Regions from separate parts of the Mus musculus genome. Here region 2 is linked to region 1. Evidence: chromatin contacts called from public promoter capture Hi-C data. All regions are on one chromosome and are shown on one strand. Each heading gives the region's core, a stretch centred on a gene start, on an enhancer-like site or on the middle of the called end of the contact. The rest is flanking DNA. Distances are from core to core; before and after follow the strand shown.

The links. Promoter capture Hi-C pulls out the DNA fragments that hold promoters and counts their contacts.
Region 2: a promoter capture Hi-C map of hippocampal neurons shows a contact between it and region 1, with 2.7 times the contacts expected there. The contact joins the promoter of Bco1 here to the enhancer-like site in region 1. A contact is called at or near these places in 8 of 39 promoter capture datasets (the HPC-7 cell line, cranial neural crest, embryonic stem cells and 4 more), 2 of 115 datasets of contacts at active chromatin or transcription factors (fetal liver and large pre-B cells) and 3 of 9 other capture datasets (adipose tissue, embryonic stem cells and liver).

The regions. Positions count from the first base shown.
Region 1 is chr8:117,515,462-117,519,035 of GRCm38.p6, forward strand. All of the region lies in intron 2 of Plcg2 (phospholipase C, gamma 2), which reads left to right. Among named protein-coding and RNA genes, the nearest start is that of Plcg2, 19 kb to the left of the region's middle. Within about 2 kb of position 1,655, at least 37 of the 459 cell types and tissues checked have an H3K27ac peak or open chromatin away from gene starts, as enhancers often do. A contact at or near this core is called in hippocampal neurons, where this site is marked.
Region 2 is chr8:117,094,196-117,097,769 of GRCm38.p6, forward strand. It overlaps Bco1 (beta-carotene oxygenase 1), which reads left to right and starts at 1,670. Exons shown (of 11, transcript NM_021486.3): 1 at 1,670-1,899; 2 at 3,365-3,493. The coding sequence starts at 1,836.

The sequences.
Region 1 (3,574 bases), core at 405-2,904:
GAAACCCTGTCTCGAAAAACAAACAACAACAAAAAAAAACAAACAAACAAAAAAAACAAAAAAAGGAAAAAACAACTTGAGGTGTCTTCACCTGCTCGTTACAGCAGAATGGAAGCTCCTGTGTTCTCTTGACCAGTGTGGATAAGTTGGACTGCTGGCTTTGAGCCTTTCCTATTCTTATGAAGTCAAATAAAAGTACAGCTAGGTCTTTCTTGCACATATCCTCTAAAAAGCCGTATGGTGATTCAGTAGTGACCATCTGCATAGTAGTGTAATCCGAGCCCTTGGGAAGCAGAGGCAGGAAGATCAAGGCAAGTTTAAGGCCAGCTTAGTCTACATAGTCCCAGGTCAGCCAGTGCTACATAGTAACATCCCGTCTCATCCAAAGGAAACTTTAATAGACAACAAACACGTATTTTGTCTATGAAAAACAAAACAAAACAAAAACAAAAACAAAAAACCCTGTAATATGTAGCCCTCAAACAATTTGCATTTTGTTCTGTGTCTGGGGATATTTTTAATGTACATATTAGAGGCTTTAGTAGTAAATCTTTTTATGTTCGTGTGTGTGTGTGTGTGTGTGTGTGTGTGTGCGCGTGTGCATGGAGTCAGAGGAATGGGTTTATTTATTTATTGGACTTGGGGGGGGGGTGAGTTCCTTACTTTCTTTTTTTTTAAGATTTATTTATTTATTATATGTAAGTACACTGTAGCTGTCTTCAGACACCCCAAAAGAGGTCATCAGATCTCGTTACGGATGGTTGTGAGCTACCATGTGGTTGCTGGGATTTGAACTCAGGACCTTCCGAAGAACAGTCAGTGCACTTAACCACTGAGCCATTTCCTCAGCAACTCCCCCCACCCAGTTACTTTCTACTGTGTTTCTTGAGGCAGAGTCTCTCACTGAACCTGGCTGATTCAGTGAGGCTGGCTGCCTGTGAGCAGCAGGGCTCCTCCAGTCTCCCTGTCCCTGGCAGAGGCCGTTCACCAACCCAACCCCACCCCACCCCACCCCACCCTTATCTGATGATAACTGAATTCAGATCCTTCAGATGATTCCGTGGCAAGAACTCTATTTGCTGAGGCCTCTCCCAGCTCCCTGACACTTTAAACATAATTCTCTCGACTAATGCATTTGCTAGACCTGGCTTTCCAGTTTTTGGTAGTTTGAATCTGCCCTACATCAGTCTTCCTCCCATGTTGTTTGAAATTAGTCCCGTGTTTAAGGTTTGTTTCTTCAACGGGTGTCTGCTTTTTGGGTTTTTATGTTATCCCATGTTTTCCTATATCAAATATTGTTTCTGGGAACTTTTTTTTTTTTTTAATAGCTAAACTTAGGCAAATTCTCTGTGGTTTTCACTGGATAGATTTCTAAACACAGCTGTGTGGTGGGCTTGGATGATGTGGTCAGTTTTCCTAAGGAGACTCTAGCTTCTGTCCCGCTCCCGCCCCATCATCCACTCTCACCAGGATGCAGGCTTCAGCCTTTAGAGGCCTGCAGTGGAGCAGCAGAAACTGTGCTTGCTGCAGTCAGGTGTGGCAAGGCTTTCTTCCCGCCTGCGGGCTGTTTGTTCTGGCCCAGGCCCGCCAAGCCAAACCTCAGGACTGAGCAGGCTGCTTTTGGCTGGAGGGCTGCGGAGGCTGCCTCAGCACCAGCTAGATGGAATGGAGGATGGGGGAACTTTGGAGCCTTTTCCTGTGTGGCTGAGGCGGCCAGCCCAGCCTTTCTTTCACTCCACATGTCAGGTCTGGGAAGTAGTATGCTTTTCCAGTCTCCTCAGGGCGAGAGGTCTGGTTTGAGGGAAATCAGGAAGTCCCGGGTGGGGGTAGGCATGAAGATCCAAGTGCAGCCCTCAGCATCTAAGTGAAACAGTTGGGTGGTTTGGCACGATGTTTGCTATCCATGCGCTGGGGAGGGGAGCAGAGATGGATTCCTGGGACTTGCTGATCAGCATCCTTTCCAAGCATGTAGGCAATCCCACTCCATCCCGCTCCCCGCCAGGCATCTCCCCTTGGGAACTTCATCAGGTAAGCTCCAGGGGAGAGAAACGAGGTGTGTAGTTCCTGAAGAACAGCACCTGAGTTCTGGCTTTGGCATGACTATGTACATGTATGTACATATGTGAACATACGTGATGGTTAGTTTTATGTGATTCTTTTTTATTACATCTTTATTTGTTTTGTGTGTGTGTGTGTGTGTGTGTGTGTGTGTGTGGTGTGTGTGTATATGCAAATCTGCCATGGCAAGTGTGAAAAGGTCAGAGGGTGACTTGGGGGAATTTGTTTTCTCCCCCTCTCTGGGATCGAACTCGGGTCCTCAGGCTTGGTGGCAGGCAGCTTTACCTGCTGAGCCACATCACTGGCCTGTGGGGGGAGTTTTTGTTGTTAACCCAATGAGGGTTGGTCTGGGAAGGAAAGGGCTTCTCTGAAGGTGGGCCACACCCCAGCACTGAAAGGGAAGGTGTGATGGAGCGAGCTGACAGTGCAACTGTCTGTCTGCAGCTCCTGCCACTCAGGTCCTCCTCTCACAGAGCGACTGTGGCCGGGATCTGTGAGCGAATAGAAACTCCCCCTCAACAAAACTGAAACTTAGACAGTATGCAAAGATGCTGTACACATAGAGTAAGGCCTGAACGACTTTCTGACGGGGGTGGGGTAGGTAGGTGGGTGGGGGGGAGGGGATGTGGTTCCAAAGACAGGGCCATGCAGAGTTGCCAAGGAGAGCTGACGGGAGTGGGTGGTTCCGTGTGGCTGTGTCCTCACTGGTGCACAGGGGAAGCTTAATAAATGCAGACGTTAGATCATAACCCCCCCCCCCCCCCATTCCTCCATTCCTCCAGCTCGGACTGAACATCTTCTCTGTCCCTTAAACTACCACTGAATTTTTTTTTTTTTTTACATTTACTTAGCATGTGTGTGTGTGTATGTATGTATGTGTATGTATATGTATGTATATGTGTGTGTATGTGTGTGTGGATGTATATATGTGTGTATGTAGGTGTGTATGTAGGTGTGTGTGTAGGAGTATATATGTGTGTATGTAGGTTGTGTGTAGGTGTATATATGTGTGTATGTAGGTGTGTGTGTGTAGGTGTATATATGTGTGTATGTGGATGTGTGTATATGTAGGGATATGTGTGTATAGGTGTGTGTATGTGTAGGTGTGTGTATGTGTAGGTGTGTGTGTGTAGGTGTGTATGTAGGTGTGTGTGTGTGTTTATGTGTGTATATAGATATGTGTATATGTAGGGGTATGTGTGTGTGTGTGTGTGTGTAGGTGTGTATATGTGGGTGTGTGCATGTGTAGGTGCTAAGGTGTGCATGTGGAAATCTGAGAACAAATTAGGAAAGTTATTTTTCTCTTCTCATTTTCACGTAGGTCCTGGGGATCAAACTTAGGTGTGCAGAGTTAGCAGCCGCTGAATTTATATGATGAATTTATATGATGAATTTATATGATGAATTTATATGATGAATTTATATGATCTTGCTGGCTCTACTTTACTGTTGCTAGAGAAATTTATAGATTGCTATTGATCCCCTTTCTTACATATATACAATGCATTTTGGTCAT
Region 2 (3,574 bases), core at 420-2,919, 420 kb before region 1:
CAAACACGGGCCTCTGATTCCACTGAGCTTCTGAGTCAGTGGATCTGGAGCCCAGCCCAGTGACAGCACTTTGCAAACTCTCACCAGGTGATGACAACATGCAGCCAGGGGAGGAAGCACAGCCTGTTCTAGAACGTTCTAAAACCCTGAACGACTCTCTGCTCAGCTCTCACCCTCCTACCTCCACAGTTGGGCTATGTGAAGGCAAGCCCTGTGGCTCTCTCCCTCTCTCCTCAAACTCTGTCTGTCTGTCTGTCTGTCTGTCTGTCTCTCTCTCTCTCTCTCTCTCTCTCTCTCTCTCGTGTGTGTGTGTGTGTGTGTGTGTGTGTGTGTGTGTGTGTGTGTGTGTGTGTGTGTGAGCTTGTCTATAGGCCAGAGGACAACTTTGGCAGTTGCCTTTTCTGGTACCATCCATCTTATCTATTTATTTTTGAACTCACCAAGGGGCTAAGCTGGTTGGCCATCAGCTAAGGAGCTGCCTGCCTCAACCTCCTGAGTACTGGGATTGTATACATGCAGCAGGCAGCAGGCAGCAGGCAGCAGGCAGCAGGCAGCAGGCAGCAGGCAGCAGGCAGCAGACAGCAGACAGCAGACAGCAGACAGCAGGCAGTACCAGCACCAGGCTTGGCTTGGCTCCCCCACCCTTTTTTTTAACCCTGAGTCCTGAGAGTTGATCTCAGGGTCTTTCTTTGGCAAGTAGAATACTCTACTGACTGATCCCTGTCTCCAATCCCAAAGCATCTTTAGTTTTATAATTTCTTTAATTACATAAGACAGGGAGATCATACATATTCACGAGGTGTCCTGTGGTGTTTTGATTCCTGTATATGTGGTGGAGTGTGGAAGCCTTCTGCTGCTCTCCTGGCTGAGGGCGTCACTTCGAGCAGCAGGAACCGAGAATCCCCCAATTCCCACCCTATGCTCTCAAAAATGCAGTGTGGATTTTAGTCTTTGGGTCCTCCCTCTTATCAGTCTGAGTTGAACTGAAGGGTTCCCGATGGACTGGCTATGCAGAAGGCCTCAGGGATCCTCCTGTCTCTGCCTCCCAGCTCTGGAATTCATTCGGGTGCTCTGGGCAGAATTCAAAGCCTCGCTTGTGCACAGGCCCTGACGTTGTTTTGTGTTTTAATTGTTCTTTGGTTCCCGAAAAAGCCAAGTCTTTGTCTTCCCCATCTTTGCTTTTTAAATGGGCACATGACACATCTTTGAGCCCTCCTTCCAAAAAGAAAACCAATCAAGTGTCCGTTGATAGGATTTTTTTTAAGAGTGGGAACGAACCAAGCCCCAGGTTAAAATCAAAGCCTTCTCTCTCTGTTTGCAGAAGGCAAAGATGTCACCAGCCCACAACTTGCAATAGTGCGGTCAATGTCTTTGATGGTCCCCTCGCTTGAAGAGCCTTTGCTGATCCCAAATGCTGTTCTCTCTGCTCTAACCATAAATGCATCCAGTTCTCAGGATGGGCTAGCTCGGGCAAACTCAGCAGAACGCGCCAAATCATCTCTTCCGACTCAGAGCGGAGCCTTCCTTGGCTAAGCTAAAAGTGAAATCAGAGCGGAGGAGTTGGAAAAACACTAATGGGATTAAAGATTAGCAGTAACACATGGCTTGGGAACTGACCTTTGACCTAACACACACACACTGTATAAATTACCCAGCAGCTTCCGGCAGCAGGCAGAAGCACCGGTCAGCTTGGGGAAGGGACACAGAGGAAGAGACGGAGTGTACAGGGACCAAGGATGATGTCAAGGAGCAAAGAGCAGGAAGACAGGAGGCTTTGAGCACACACGGCTTTGTCTATTCCAGTAACAACCCCCTTGCTGCCGCTCACCGGTTCCATGGAGATAATATTTGGCCAGAATAAGAAAGAACAGCTGGAGCCAGTTCAGGCCAAAGTGACAGGTGAGACTTCTGTATTTAGATGGGCATTTTCCTCACCCCCTCCCCCTCCCTTTATCCCTCACCCCCACTCCCACCTCCACCTCCCCTGCCCCATGTTAGAAGTTGCTTTTGGAAGCCTGGAAACCCATATATGGCAACAGGATGAGCCAGTATCCAGAAACAGTCTCTGTAACCAATAGGGTATGTTTCTACACGGTAACTCGGTGTCCACGGGGAGAGCAATCCTTTCTCACTGTCTCCAGAGGAGTGTTGGGAATGCTCCGATAGCCACGGTGCAAGTGGGGGAGACCAGAGGACAACTTGTAGGAGCTGCTTCTCGCCATCATGTCGGTCCCAGGGATGGAACCCAGGTTGTCAGGCTTGGCTGCAAGCCTCTTTCAGGCACTTATGATTACAGTGGGTAGTGGGAACTGAACTCAGGCCCTCAGGAACTGGAAGCAGTGTGTGCTCTTAGGCACTGCACCATCTTTCCAAACCCTCTCTCTTTAAGTTTTCGTAAGACAAGATAGATGTCTCTCAGTCAGGGTTACCATCGCTGTGACAAAACACCCTGAACAAAGCAACTTGGGGGAGGAAAGGGCTTGGCTTCCACTCTCTGCATCCCTGTTCATCATCTAAGAAGTCAGGACAGGAACTCAGGGCAGGAACCTGGAAGCAGGGGCTGATGCAGAGGCCATGGGGGGTGCTTACCAGCTTGCTCCCCGTGGCTCTCTCTTCATAGATAGTTGATGGAGAGCGCTCCTGAAAGTGATCCTTCAAACTCAAACACGCTAAGGCTCAGGTGCCACCCTCAAGTCCACATTCACCTCATTACTTGAAGCAAGACCTCTCACCAACCTGGAACTTACCAGTTAGACTGACTAACAAGTCCCAGGAATCCTCCTGCCTCTGCCTCCCCAGCACTGGGATAACAAGCCCATGTTATCTCTCATGGCTGACCTTTTGTCACATGGGTTTGGAAGGCCAGCTCAGGACCTCCTGCTTGTGTGGTAAGCACTTTATCCACCGAACCATCTCCCCAGCCTCTAGAATATTCTCTCATGTGGTGAAGCAAACGTTCTCCCTCAAGACTCTGCCTGTCACCTCCAGAAAGCCACTGCTTCCCAGCTCTTAGCCAGGCAAGGCACTTCTGTTCTGCACAGCTCAGGGCTGCAGCGCTGCTTCTGGCAAAATGTATTTGGAGAGCCTATTTGTCCATCTCTTAATGGACAGCGGGCGACTTCAGAGTAGGGACAGCGTCTGTCCTCCTTGGTCCTCTTCAGTGCTAGCAAACTGCCTGCCCTATTATACCTTTTCTAGATAGGACCGTGGAATACACGGACAGATAATGAATAGTATATTCCGTGCACTTAGTTCCTTTTTTATGACCCTCCCACATTCCATCCCCCCACCCCCACCCCTTTCTTTCCGAGACTTTTCAGTCTGGCCATGGAATCTGGCAACTAAACAGTTTATCCTTCCACAGGCAGCATTCCAGCATGGCTGCAGGGGACCCTGCTCCGAAACGGGCCCGGGATGCACACAGTGGGAGAGAGCAAGTACAACCATTGGTTTGATGGCCTGGCCCTTCTCCACAGTTTCTCCATCAGAGATGGTAAGAGCCTGGCATGAGTTTGCTGTTGTCATGGTAACCGATACCAGGCTGACTGACTCCGTGGCCTGAAGCAATAGGAGT